Linked DNA regions of Mus musculus: all the other regions are linked to region 1. A link is a contact called in public HiChIP or PLAC-seq and capture Hi-C data. All regions are on one chromosome and are shown on one strand. Each heading gives the region's core, a stretch centred on a gene start, on an enhancer-like site or on the middle of the called end of the contact. The rest is flanking DNA. Distances are from core to core; before and after follow the strand shown.

The links. HiChIP or PLAC-seq counts read pairs in DNA pulled down with a chosen protein or histone mark. Capture Hi-C pulls out chosen DNA fragments and counts their contacts.
Region 2: a capture Hi-C map of embryonic stem cells shows a contact between it and region 1, with 2.8 times the contacts expected there. The contact joins two enhancer-like sites. A contact is called at or near these places in 2 of 115 datasets of contacts at active chromatin or transcription factors (both in embryonic stem cells) and 1 of 9 other capture datasets (embryonic stem cells).
Region 3: an H3K27ac HiChIP or PLAC-seq map of embryonic stem cells shows a contact between it and region 1, with 7 read pairs. The contact joins two enhancer-like sites. A contact is called at or near these places in 13 of 484 Hi-C or Micro-C datasets (the N1E-115 cell line, cerebral cortex, cochlea and 3 more), 16 of 115 datasets of contacts at active chromatin or transcription factors (craniofacial prominence, embryonic basal ganglia, embryonic forebrain and 9 more) and 1 of 9 other capture datasets (liver).

What each region holds. Positions count from the first base shown.
Region 1 is chr7:96,491,316-96,495,998 of GRCm38.p6, reverse strand. All of the region lies in intron 3 of Tenm4 (teneurin transmembrane protein 4), which reads right to left. Among named protein-coding and RNA genes, the nearest start is that of Gm15412, 150 kb to the right of the region's middle. Within about 2 kb of position 1,803, at least 10 of the 459 cell types and tissues checked have an H3K27ac peak or open chromatin away from gene starts, as enhancers often do. A contact at or near this core is called in embryonic stem cells, where this site is marked.
Region 2 is chr7:96,059,841-96,064,523 of GRCm38.p6, reverse strand. No RefSeq gene overlaps it. Among named protein-coding and RNA genes, the nearest start is that of Tenm4, 110 kb to the left of the region's middle. Within about 2 kb of position 2,648, at least 4 of the 459 cell types and tissues checked have an H3K27ac peak or open chromatin away from gene starts, as enhancers often do. A contact at or near this core is called in embryonic stem cells, where this site is marked.
Region 3 is chr7:96,202,563-96,207,245 of GRCm38.p6, reverse strand. All of the region lies in intron 1 of Tenm4 (teneurin transmembrane protein 4), which reads right to left. It also overlaps the pseudogene Gm8319. Among named protein-coding and RNA genes, the nearest start is that of Tenm4, 34 kb to the right of the region's middle. Within about 2 kb of position 2,040, at least 13 of the 459 cell types and tissues checked have an H3K27ac peak or open chromatin away from gene starts, as enhancers often do. A contact at or near this core is called in embryonic stem cells, where this site is marked.

The DNA.
Region 1 (4,683 bases), core at 554-3,053:
TCGAACTTTGATACAGAGAGCTGCCCTATAGGCTTAACTCTTCAACTCTGTGGGAGAAACAAAATTTCTTGGCCCTGAGCATGTTATGAGAAACGGCACTGAAGCCATGTTTGTGGTGTAGTAATGAGAACGAGGAATGCTGGGCCAGCTTTATCTATGACCAGAATTCTGGCTCTGCTGTTGGTATCAACTCTAAGCCGACTGATTTATGACTATTGTTGTGCTTAAATTGGATACATAGGCCATTCATTAATTTTTAGCCCTTTTCTTTTTCTAACATAAGCACTGAAGATCATAAATTTCCCTCTAAGTGTTGTCTTGGCTGTATTCCACAACTTTTGATATTTAATATTTCCTTGATAGTTCATTTGTAACTATTTTATAATTTCTATTGTCATTTCTTTTTGACCCAAGAGTGAGTTAGTAGTGTGTTTGTAAAATCTCTCAATACAGTTTTAAAAGATACAAAATAGAAAACGTCTCATCTTCCTGTTATTGACTTTTAGCTTAATTGCATTGTGGTGAGAAAATGCGGTCTGTAGGATTCTGATTCCTTGAAATTTATTGGGAAATGTTTTATGGACTAAGATGTAGTCAACTTTTGTAAATGTTGCGTATATGCTTAGAATATTAATGTGTTTTCTGATGTGATCTCTGGCCAGTTTTTTTTCTTCCTGCCTTCCTTTCTCCATTCTTTCCTTCTTTCTCCCTCCTATCTTCACCCTTCTTTCTTAAGACAGGGCCAGACTGGCCACAAAGTCACTATGTAGTTGAAGATGACCTTTAACACCGAGTCCTCCTGCTCCCACCTCCAGAGTGCTAAGTGGGGATTGACTTTGGGTACTGTAGGCAAGCACTCTAGCCATAGCCCTGCTTAGGCCAGTTTCTTTCAGCCCCTTCTACACTCCCATTTCTTTGCTGGTAAAAGAGGTTGTGAGCAACGCAGACAGCTCCAAATTACACTTAGTTCTGGTGACAAAAGCCAGAAAAACAACAACAAACCACAAAAACCAAGGAGAGTAAAAGCGAAAGCTGCCCAGGTTGGGCTAGCTTTTGCTTATAATAATATAAACGACAGTGTCTCATGCTCTCCAACCATTTGAAGTTTCTAAATAATAAGCACATTTGTCACTGGGTCTTAGCAAGTCTGTCTAAATAGAAGCCATGGTGTCAACTCAGAAAGGTAAAAGGTAGCAAAGGAAGAAACTCCTGATGTGTGTGTGTGTGCGCGCACGCATGCATGTATGTGTTGTGTATGCATGCTTGTGCATGAAAGTGCACGTGCAGTTATACACTCTGCCCTGAGTACTGGAACCTGGATCTCTTACTCTTCCCTCTGTCACTCCTTGCCCTCTCAAATACATCTTCTCCCTCACTGTCTGTGAGACCTGCCCCGTGATCACCTGCAATGCTGCCCTCCTTGCCCTGATCAGATATGTCTTCTCAGTCACTGTCCTCTAGATCCGCTCCCCTGATCACCTGCAATGCCGCCCTCCTTTCTAACCTGCTTCATTCCAAGATTACATTCTGTCAAGATTTTAATATACAACCTCAGGAGGTAAATTCAGAGGCAATCTCCTTGGCAGATGTAATTCTGGAAGAGGGCTGGGGTTAGGTAGTGGGCGGCGAGCAGAGCAGCTCGATGCTGACAGAGTTCCAGGAATCTTCCTCTAGCACACGCCCTTCCGGTGACCTTGCCCCCGCCCCCACCGTGTGCTCTTTTCTCCTCCGAGCTTAGCTGGAAGATCTGTCTGCGTCTTTCTTGCCTACGCTTGCTCTTCACGGATCGCTGTGGTGTGACTCTCATCTGCTGAATGCTCTCATCAGGATCGTGACGATGACACTGCAAAGGATGGATCCACGGTGGCCTCTCTGACTCATCAGTCACAGGAACTGCCCATCCTTCTGGAAACTGTCCTGCCTCAGCATTTATGCCACGGGCTTCCCCTGCCTTTTCCATCTTCTAAGAAGTCCCTTTGGCATTGGAATTTGAATTTCTATGATTTCATTAGAATCACTTCAGAAAGAACAATGACCCTAAGCCACCATTTATTAAGTGCACAATACCTTCATGCCGGTTAATGTGTTGAACATCATTTATTTCTCTTCATTTGCACAATAACCACCAGAGGTAGATGCTATTCTTTATATTTCTCAGATGAGAGAATGGAAGGGTAGAAAAGTCTTATAAAGTCCTAGGACCACTCAGCCAAGACTTGGGAGATTAGGAGTCAAACTCCTGTTTCATCTAATCCAGAGCATATAGGCTCCACTGTGGTCCTCACTCCTGCCAGCCTCCTAGTTCTTGGCCTCTGAGATTACCATCTCCCCATGATGTTACACTGTCCTCCCTTCACCTCGTTCTGCCTCCCCCAGAAGGCCTCTGGTCTGAAACACAACCCATTGGTCCAGGCCCTGCTCTGCCAAGCCTACTCAACGAAACTACTCCCATCCCTCATTATGAAAATTCTGTATCCCAAGCTACCCATTGGTCCCCTAAGAATTGAACATACAGAGCATACTGCTTTCTAGAAGTCTAAATAGAAGCAACCAAACAAAGGGATTTGTTACCAGTGTTTCTTTTGTTCTTGCTTTGCTTTTTCTCTTTGATTGTTGATTTTAATTTAATTGGATTTATTTATTTTATGTGCATAGCCATGTTTTGCCTGTATGTTACTACATGCATGTCTAGGATACATGGATAATAAAGAAGGCATTGGAACCTTTTGAACTGGAGTCATGGATAGTTGTGTTGCATGTAGGTGCTGAGATTTGAACCAGAGTCCTCTGGAAGAGCATTAATTGATAATCCATCTCTCCAGCACCCCTAAAGATGTTTTTTAAATGCTCACCCTTGGAAACACAACAACAGGCTATTGTTATAATAGGAAGAAGCTTACTAGAAGTTAGAAGTCATGGTGCTTGGGTAAGGGAGAAGTTCTTCTCAGAACTTGTGCATGGACGAAATTCTCGTGATCTATCTAGCCAGGACGGTTGCCAAGGTTACTAAACCAGGTCTTGTCAATTTCCTTACCCAATCACCACATTTTAGAATCGCATTTACACATCAAGCCACACTCAAATGCCTTCTCATTCTTGAGAGATTCGCCTTCCCTTTCTTTAAGAGGTGTAAATGAACCCACTTTCACTCCAGATCATCTTTGCTAGCTAAGTCTCACTTGGCATTCCATCATCCATCACGAATGTCACAGTTCAAGAGGAGCTGCAGCATCTTCACTGCTGTCGCTGGGCTTGAAGGTGAAGTCAGTTCATTCCTGATCCATTCAGAACCAAACCTAGGGCTTGGCACACAAACGTCAGCGATGGAAACAAGATGGCGTTGGCATCCAAAAATCGTCAAATGCAGGTCTCAGTGGATGAAAATAAAAACACCGGGAACTAAGGAAATATCGAATCCATCCAACAGATAAGGAGCCCAAAAGGGGAGGATGTTCCCATTGAACATGAAATTCGTGCACCGTGGCTCACAAACACGTCAGTGAGGTGGATTTTGACATGCTCCAGGTGAATTTAACATTGGAGACCTACATCCAGACATATCCCAGTTCCCACAGTCAAAAGATCAGAGTCAGAACTTAGAAAGGGCTTCAGGCTAAGTCACTACAACCAGGGATCAGCAGAGGGACCAGAAGGGCTGTGTCCACGCAGCTCTCTCTCCACTCCCAGACCAGCAAATGAAGCCTCCAGGAAGCCAAGTGCTTTTGGTATCACTAAAAATAAACTCTCCAAACTTCATCTAGATATATTGCAGCTGCAATTTACAGCGTCTAGAACTTCACATGGTATAATTAGCAAATGGATTACAATGATTTATTTTTGGTTTCAAAGCTCAAATGAACATAACCTTCCAGTCGAATGGGAAAAGAAGAGGCTTGGAGCCAGCCACATTCCTCCAGTCCCCTTCCAAAGCCATAATTTCCATTCTGGCAGGCATCCATCTACTGATGTCCAGTGGACATGCCATGAGAGGGGACAAGAACTCTGGGTTCTGGTGTCCCTGAGAAGTATGACTTTGGTGATGAAGTCTCTAGCAGGGTCCAAGTTGACTCTTCTAGTAACAGAAAGGTGCCTAAATCACCCTGTTTGCATACAGGGAAACCCAAAACATTCACTGTGGAAGAAAGAAGAGCCTTAAATTGATCTACGAGCATTAGCATGCACTAAGCCAAACACAGCAGAGACTAATCTCAAGGAGGAATGAGGGATTCCCTCTACAAATACTAGGTGCATTTTTTTCAGGATAGCTTCCCTCAGCTTGCCTTGGCACAGGGAGAAGCCGACTGGGCTGGTTCTGAGAGTCCCAGTGGAGCATGGTACGCAGAGAGGTTGAGCCATACAGCTCAAGGAAGACAGGTCTTGCCAGGCTGGGAGCAGAATTGTGTTTGTGTTTTCCTTCCTTTTTATAAAATGGCCATAATGAGTAACTACCTCAGAAGACTACCCTGGCCATGAAGCAAGAAGTGTGTGAAAGAAGTTTTAATAAATGTATACTAGATATTTTTGTCAAGTAAATAAATTCTAAAACAGTTCTTTCTTTTGTCCGCCTGTTTGTGCATGCTTGCACATGTGCAGTTGCACACGTGTGAGGTCCATGTTATGTGATGTTCTCTAACTTTTCAGAGAGGCCAGGCAGCAAGCTCCAGGGATCCTCTTGTCCCTGCC
Region 2 (4,683 bases), core at 1,399-3,898, 430 kb after region 1:
ACCACAGAGCCTTTTCTATTTCTATTGCTGGGAAGGAAGGGGAGTCATGGAGACATTTGATTCTGCATGTGGCTATAGTAGAGATCTTTGTGGACATTCATTTGGAGCTCAACCAACATTGGAACTCTCATTGTTACATCTTTCTGAGCAGAGCAAGCAAACAGTCATAGAAACTCAGTTCTCTTCTATAGCTTTGATCCTTATTTCTGGAAACCATGCCTCCTTCAGATCTCAACAGTACTAGAAGCCAAAATGAAACTTAGTCTCAGATGACAAACATCATTAAACCTTTGCAGGGCATGTGGTTTTGGATACAATTCTTAAACTCTGACATGGGAGAATGAAAACATGTTTAAGCAATATGTAACAAATAGGTGTATGACTGTATTCCAATAAAACTTTATTTATAAAAAGCAGTTAGTAAGGCAGATTTAAGAGCAGATTCAACTACGGGGTATAGTTGAATGATCCCTTCATAATATACCCCTTCAGTTTTTTTGATACAGCCTCATTTATATTGAGTACTGAATAATTCAGAAATGTTCAAATCCAAGAATGAGTATAATATGAGAAAGGAAGAAAGACATTCCTGCTCTGTTCCTTCAGTTCAAGGGGTTAACAAGGCACCAGACTATTTGTATGTGTAGTTTGCAATAGGCTTGTCAATGGTCTTCATTTTGCACTAAGACTTCTGATCTTCATAGTTCTCATGTAAAGTATATCATCTAGATTTCACAATGCCCTGTTAAGGAGATATAGTTAGAAAATACTGGGAATTCTCAGAAATGTGTTTCTTAAGGTCACTGGCCTTATGGGAAGCTAAGGCAGAATTCAGAACCTGGCCTCCTCCTCTGGATTTAGAACTTCTTCTACTGTGCTATTTTGCTTTTAGGAGCTTGCAAATGAAATCTAGAACAGTTTGAGGATATGTGGATGCTCCTGTGGAAGTGTTGAGGCCACTGCAGGACTCTGCTAAAGCAATGCATGTGCTGGCAACTAGCAGCGTTTGGAAGCTTATTTTAAAGGTGAGCTCTCAGGACCAGTCCTGTGTCTACGAGTCAGAACATGCTTTTTATCAAGGTTTCCGGCACTTCACAAGCACAGTGCTTTGCAGAAGCATGTGGAGATGATTATTTAAAACGAAAGGCTTCTGATTGAATCCTCAAAGCTCAGGAGATAGACTACACTGATCTTCTCAGGAAGTCAAAAGCAAAGCGGAAGCTTAGGAGTATTACAGAGAAGTGAAGATATCCATTGGGCCATGTGGATGCAAGGGGCTGGGATACCCAAAACTCCTTGACAAAGTATTTCTCTCCACTGTATATTTTCAGAGAATGATGTATGCACATAGAAGGAAAAAATAATGTGTAGTTAGACCCTAAGCTAGAAATGGAAACAAACCTTTCCTTATTTTTTTGTATTTTATTATCTAATATTGTTCCAAGAACACTTTAACTAAATGTTATTATTTTATCTTCATTTGAAGCTATCATCATCATTATTACCACAAATCTATGTTACATTACTGATTCAAGTCCTGTATATATGATACATATACCATATATATCTCAAGTCATATATATCTTACCAACTTAATCTTAAGACTAAGTTAACTTATTGAGCATCCCTACCATTTAGAGAGGAAGACGGAGGTACAGAGAACTGAAGTACCTTACCCATGGCTACATCATTTGTGTGTTGTGGTGCTTCAGTTCAGACCCAGGGAGTCCTTCTTCAGAGCCCATGCTTGTAATCATTGTACTAGCCCTCTGTCCCTGAGCAGAATATCCAGCTACCCCAAGGACACAGAGCTGACACAGGGCACAACCCAGTCTTGCTTCAGACCCGTGCTCATTGTCACGACCCAGTGTTCTCAAGTAAGAAAAGGTTGCTGGAATCCATCCCAGACTTCTGAATCTGCTACTTGGGATACATAATTTTTAAATCCCCAGAGATGATTCTATTGCCCATTTCTCGTCCAGTAGCATGACACTCCACTCTTCTGCCTCTTAGTTTAGCTAGCTAAATAGCAAAATTATTTATAATTTTGCTGGACTACTGATTTCTTAAGGATAGACTGTTTTGTGTATCTCTGTGAATGTTTCTTGAGTGCTGAGTTTCAGACTTGCCTCAGTAGCTTCTATAAATGTTTGCAGTTAGAAAAGAAATGCTTGTGTCCCAAGGTCTCATTCCTCTATGGCAGTAGCTCTCAAAATTTAGCACACACCACGCTTCCTGAAAGGAATTTAGAGCTCAGATTCCTGGCCTTATCTCTAGTTCATCGATTTGATTGAGTTGTTCAAGAATTTGCATTTCTGATGATTTCCCAGGAGATACTGATGAGGGTGGAGGTGGTGGTGGTCTTAGGGGGAGGGCTACACTTTGTCAAGAACGCTGGCCTTCTGACACTATTACTGAGGCTATGGAGAGCTCACAAAAAGGAATCTATCATGACTGCCCTCCGAAAGACCCAACAAGCTGCTGAAAGAGTTAGATGCAGATATTTGGCACCCAACCAATGGACAGAAGCAGCTGACCCCTGTTGTTGAATTAGGGAGAGCTGAAAGAAGCTGTGGAGAAGGGTGACCCTGTAGAACCAGCAGTCTCAATTAATCTGGGCCCTAAGATTTCTCAAACATTGGACCACCCACCAAATAGACAGAACAGACAGCATACACCAGCTGATATGAGGCTCCCAATACACATACAGTAGAGGACTTCCAGGTCTGTGTTTATTCAGAGATGATGCACCTAACTCTCAAGAGACTGGGGGTCCCATGGAGTTTAGAGGTCAGGTTGGGTGGGGGCGTGCATATGCAGATAGGGTAGGGTGGGGTGGGGGCATGCATATGCAGATAGGGTAGGGTGGGGTGGGGGCATGCATATGCAGATAGGGTAGGGTGGGGAGCAGACAGAGGCTGAATGGAGGGGGGCAGGGAATGGAATATGGAGTGTAAAAATAAATTAAAATTAAATTAAATTAAAAAAATTTAAGACAAAAAACAAAAAACAAAACAAAACAAACAAACAAACCAACAACAATAGCAAAAACCGCTGGCCTTGGAAAGTTCCAATGCTTTGATGGATTTCCAGGGAGAACAGACAGTGAGGATGAGCATCATCCCATTTGTTAAGGTTCATGCTTCAAGAAATTACTTAGCCTACCATTTTGTGAGTCTATGATCAATAAATTAAGGCTGGGAGAAATGACATCTGTTAGCATATGCTTTGAAAAGGATTGTGCCTTTCCTTTTTTCCCCCCCTCTGTTCCTATAAAGTGTGTCCTTTTTTTTATTAGATATTTTCTTTATATACATTTCAAATTTCAAATGCTATCCCAAAAGTTCCCTATACCCTCCCCCTGCCCTGCTCCCCTACCCACCCACTCCCACTTCTTGGCCCTGGCATTCCCCTATACTGGGGCATATAAAGTTTGCAAGACTAAGGGGCCTCTCTTCCCAATGATGGCCGACTAGGGCATCTTCTGCTACATATGCAGCTAGAGACATGAGCTCCGGGGTACTGGTTAGTTCATATTGTTGTTCCACCTATAGGGTTGCAGACTCCTTCAGCTCCTTGGGTGCTTTCTCTAGCTTCTCCATTGGGGGCCCTGTGTTCCATCTTATAGATAACTGTGAGCATCCACTTCTGTATTTGCCAGGCACTGGCATAGCCTCATACGAGACAGTCATACCAGGGTCCCTTCATTAAAATCTTGCTGGCATATGCAGTAGTGTCTGGGTTTGGTGGCTGATTATGGGATGGATCCCCGGGTGGGGGTAGTCTCTGGAAAGTCCATCCTTTCGTCTTAGCTCCAAACTTTGTCTCTGTAACTCCTTTCATGGGTATTTTGTCCCCGATTCTAAGGAGGAACCAAGTATCTACCCATTGGTCTTTCCTCTTCTTGATTTTCTTGTGTTTTGCAAATTGTACCTTGGGTGTTCTCTGTTTCTAGGCTAATATCTACTTATCAGTGAGTGCATATCTAATGACTTCTTTTGTGATTGGGTTACCTCACTAAGGATGATATCCTCCAGATACAACCATTTGTCCAAGAATTTCATAAATTCATTGTTTTTAATAGTTGAGTAGTACTCCATTGTGTAAATATAACACATTTTCTGTATCCATTCTTCTGTTGAGGGACATTTGGGTTCTTTCTAGCTTCTGGCTATTATAAATAAGGCTGCTATGAACATAATGGAGCATGTGTCCTTATTACCAGTTGGAAGTTCTTCTGGATATATGCCCAGGAGAGGTATTGCTGAATTTTCTGGTAGTATTATGTCCAATTTTCTGAGGAACCTCCAGACTGACTCCAGAGTGGTTGTACTAGCTTGCAATCCCACCAGCAATGGAGGAGTGTTCCTCTTTCTCCACATCCTCGCCAGCATCTGCTGTCACCTGAATTTTTGATCTTAGCCATTCTGACTGGTGTGAGGTGGAATCTCAGGGTTGTTTTGATTTGCATTTCCCTGATGATTAAGGATGTTAAACATTGTTTCAGGTGCTTCTCAGCTATTCAGTATTCCTCAGTTGAGAATTCTTTGTTTAGCTCTGTGACCTAGTTTTTAATGGGGTTATTTGAATTTCTGCAGTCCAGCTTCTTGAGCTCTTTGTATATATTGGATATTAGTTCCCTATCAGAGTTAGGATTGGTAAAAATCCTTTTCCAATCTGTTG
Region 3 (4,683 bases), core at 791-3,290, 290 kb after region 1:
GACAAAAGACAGAAACAAGTAGGCGATTCATGTAAACTAAGGCATTTGTCATGAAGAAGAGAAGAGGTTTGAGAGCAAGTAGGTTTGTATGGTGAGGTGGACATTTTGGGTGGCCACCCAGAGGGGACTGGGCTAGAAGTTAAAGGTAACAATCTTTCTTCAGTTTGGTTATCCTGGTGGATGATGGAAGAATTCCTTGCAGTGTGGAACGGGTTCAGAAGGAAGTAGAGGGGAAATGAGGTCCATTGTCATCAGATGATAGTCCAACTGTGTGCTAAGTGCATTTGTTCATGCTCCTGTGTGGCTCTCTAAGGCCACAGAAAACAAATGACATTAGAGAGAGAGAGACATAGGGGGGGAAGGGAAGGGAAGGGAAGGGAAGGGAAGGGAAGGGAAGGGAAGGGAAGGGAAGGGAAGGGAAGGGAAGAGAAGAGAAGAGAAGAGAAGAGAAGAGAAGAGAAGAGAAGAGAAGAGAAGAGAAGAGAAGACCTTCTTAGTGTATGTGTATTACACCAAAGGTTGGGACACGGTATAATATACAAAAGATTTACATCATTTATAATAATGAAGACAGAGATAAAAAGATCAAAAACCAGCATAAAAGATCAAGTATGAGAAGTAATATTGGGAGACTATGCCGGGGCCTAGCAAACACAGAAGTGGATGCTCACAGTCAGCTATTGGATGGATCACAGGGCCCCCAATGGAGGAGCTAGAGAAAGTACCCAAGGAGCTAAAGGGAACTGCAACCCTATAGGTGGAACAACAATATGAATTAACCAGTACCCAGGAGCTCTTGTCTCTAGCTGCATATGTATCAAAAGATGGCCTAGTCCGCCATCACTGGAAAGAGAGGCCCATTGGTCATGCAAACTTTATATGCCCCAGTACAGGGGAATGCCAGGGTCAAAAAGTGGGAGTGGGTGGGTAGGGGAGTGGAGGGGGAGGGTATGGGGGACTTTTGGGATAGGATTGGAAATGTAAATGAGGAAAATACCTAATAAAAATATTTAAAAAAGAAAAAAAAAAGAAAAGTAATATTGGAACAGCCTTCGTTAGAGTATTATGTGTATACTCTCAAATAATATTTTGGTCTAGTTTTCAGTCCGTTAGGATATTGCTATTTTGTAAACAAAATTTAAAACAATTCAAAATTGATAATTATATTTTTGAAATCCTCTAGCAAAAATTAACTAGGGAACAAAAGAAAAGAAATATAAAAATATTGTCAAATTTTTGACTGAGGATGGTGGGGTTATGAGTAATAGACATTTTCTTTCTTTCTTTCTTTCTTTCTTTCTTTCTTTCTTTCTGTCTTTCTTTCTTTCTTTCTCTCTTTCTTCTTTTCTTTCTTTCTGTACTTTCTCTGCCTCGGATACTAATTGTTCCTTGTTTATAAGAACTGTCATAAAAACCACAGACATGGCTGGAAATCTCCACCATCCACTTTGTCCCTTTTCAATGTGCCCTCCCCAATCCCCTGAAGAGCTAAGTGCCTTCCAGGCTTTATCATCCAGAGTGAAATACCAAGGCATTTAACAAATCAGCAGAAATTATCAGCTGGGCTGGTGAGGGGAGAGGGCGATTGTGTGGAGGCAGATGCGTTATTAGAGCCGTTGGAGCTGTATATATTAAAGATATTTGCATTGCCCTTATTGATTCTGTAATATGTTACAAGGAAAGGAAAACATAAAGTGGGGCCAAGAACGTGTGAGTCTTTAAAGGGCAAGTTTTAATTAGGAAACATATTTATTTGAAAAAATAACAACTTCTGTTTGGAGACCAGCAGTTACTACAGAAGGGTTGCTGGATGTGAGAATTCCAGGCAAGGGATCACAGAGGGGGAGCGGCCAATGCTTCATGCCTGCTGTCTGTCTGATACTTTATCAAATGCCAAGCTGGTTTCATAGGATTTAGATACCCACTGATAGGCCCCGGCAGACTTTCACAATTAGAGGGTAAGGAAAGGGTCAGGGCACGCCCCCAGGCTTCAGGCAGCTAAATGTAAGTAGAAAGCTCCCTAGAAAAGCTCCCCATTGAATGCCCACCCTGTTGAGATATTTAGCATAAGAGACTGGATGTTCCTTAACCTGAATAACAATAGCACAGCACCTAAGCAAGCCGACTCCTTCCATCTTTCCCCAACCTCTACATCTGCAATTCTTTCCATTCCTCACCCACCCTGAGGGGGAGCCTGTGAAGGAGAAGGGGGCACCGCCTAGAAATGGTCAGAGCTGAATGCTGAACAGTAGTGAAGGCTGAGGAGAACCGGGAAGGTTCCTGGAAGTCCTTGGGTGTGGCCTGGAGCTTCCCGGATGTATCATCTGTGGGATCCTCTTGCTATCCAAGGAAAGGGCGTGAGAGTACTGAACCCACCCCCACTCCCCCCTGCTGGCTCCGCAGCGTATGGACAGTCGGTGTCAGAAGACACCCCCCCACCCCCGCCCCCACCCCACCCCCGGTTCCTGGCCTTTTCTAGCTCAACCACATTTGTAAAAAGCAAGAGGGGAAGCCATGACTACTCTCTGGCCAGCTGACTCAGTGAATTTCTGTGCTGCCTGCCTATCTAACCCGTGAGCTGTCTTTCGGCCTGATGGAAAGAGAAGCTGGTATTTGGGAATAAATGACAACTTAAACTGTCTGCAAGTAAGGGGAGCACGCCCTAGGATCATCACAAATACTCTTTTAGGGAAATGGTTGGATCTTGTCCTCCACTCTGCTCCTTACGGCCTATCTGGCTTTTACACATCCTTAGCAAAAATTCCTTCACTGAATTAAGAAACGGATGTTAATAGACCCTGCATGGCCTGAACACTTCTGGAAAACAGCAAAGAGGGTTACCTCATTTCAGTTGTAGCTCCAGGCCATGTGATCGACACAGTCACTATTTCCACAACATAGGTGAGAAAACTGAGACACGGGGACGTTAAGCAAGAACTAGCAAAAGGCTATCAGCAAGTCAAGGAACTTGCTGCCAAATCTGGCCACCTGAGACTGAGCCCTGGGTTCCACAAAGAAGCAAACTAACTCTCATACATTGTCATTTGTGCTGGCTAGTGCTATGTCAACTTGATCCAAGCTATAGTCATCTGAGAGAAGGAAGCCTCAACTGAGAAAACACTTCCATAAGATCTGGCTGCAGGCAGGCTGTAAAGCATTTTCTTAATGAATGATTGGTGGGGGAGGGTGGGGCCCGCCCCTTTGTGGGTGGCGCCAGCCTTGGGCTGATGGTTCTGGATTCTGTAAGAAAGCAGGCTGAAGAAGCCATGGGAACCATCAAATAAGTAGCTTTCCTCCATAGCCTCTGCACCAGCTCCGGCCTCCAGATTCCTGCCTTGAGTTTCTGCCCTGACTTCTTCAGTGATGCGCAGTGATGTGTAAGTCTAACAAACTCTTTTCTCCTTAAGGTGCTTTTGGTCATGGCGTGTTTGTCACAGCAATAATAACTCTCACTAAGACATCCTTTGATGTCCACACTAGTATCCTGGCACGTCGTGCATATGCGTGTGATGCACATATAGGCAATAAATACATGTAATTTAAAAATGAAACAGAGAAGTTAAGCAAGTTGCTGAAGGTCCTATTCTAAGAATGTTCTGATAAGACAGCCATTGCAGTACATTGAGCTCCATAGAGACAGCGCCGGGGCAAGCGCGAGCCGGACGGGCACTGGGCGACTCTGTGCCTCGCGGAGGAAAATCAACTAAACATGGGCAAAGGAGATCCTAAGAAGCCGAGAAGCAAAATGTCCTCATATGCATTCTTTGTGCAAACTTGCCGGGAGGAGCACAAGAAGAAGCACCCGGATGCTTCTGTCAACTTCTCAGAGTTCTCCAAGAAGTGCTCAGAGAGGTGGAAGACCATGTCTGCTAAAGAAAAGGGGAAATTTGAAGATATGGCAAAGGCTGACAAGGCTCGTTATGAAAGAGAAATGAAAACCTACATCCCCCCCAAAGGGGAGACCAAAAAGAAGTTCAAGGACCCCAATGTACCCAAGAGGCCTCCTTCTTCTTGTTCTGTTCTGAGTACCGCCCCAAAATCAAAGGCGAGCATCCTGGCTTATCCATTGGTGATGTTGCAAAGAAACTAGGAGAAATGTGGAACAACACTGCAGCAGATGACAAGCAGCCCTATGAGAAGAAAGCTGCCAAGCTGAAGGAGAAGTATGAGAAGGATATTGCTGCCTACAGAGCTAAAGGAAAACCTGATGCAGCGAAAAAGGGGGTGGTCAAGGCTGAAAAGAGCAAGAAAAAGAAGGAAGAGGAAGATGATGAGGAGGATGAAGAGGATGAAGAAGAGGAGGAAGAAGAGGAAGACGAAGATGAAGAAGAAGATGATGATGATGAATAAGTTGGTTCTAGCGCAGTTTTTTTTTCTTGTCTATAAAGCATTTAACCCCCCTGTACACAACTCACTCCTTTTAAAGAAAAAAATTGAAATGTAAGGCTGTGTAAGATTTGTTTTTAAACTGTACAGTGTCTTTTTTTGTATAGTTAACACACTACCGAATGTGTCTTTAGATAGCCCTGTCCTGGTGGCATTTTAAATAGCCACTAACCTTGCCTGGTACAGTCTGGGGGTTGTAAATTGGCATGGAAATTTAAAGCAGGTTCTTGTTGGTGCACAGCACAAATTAGTTATATATGGGGACAGTAGTTTGGTTTTTTGTTTGTTTTTTTTTCT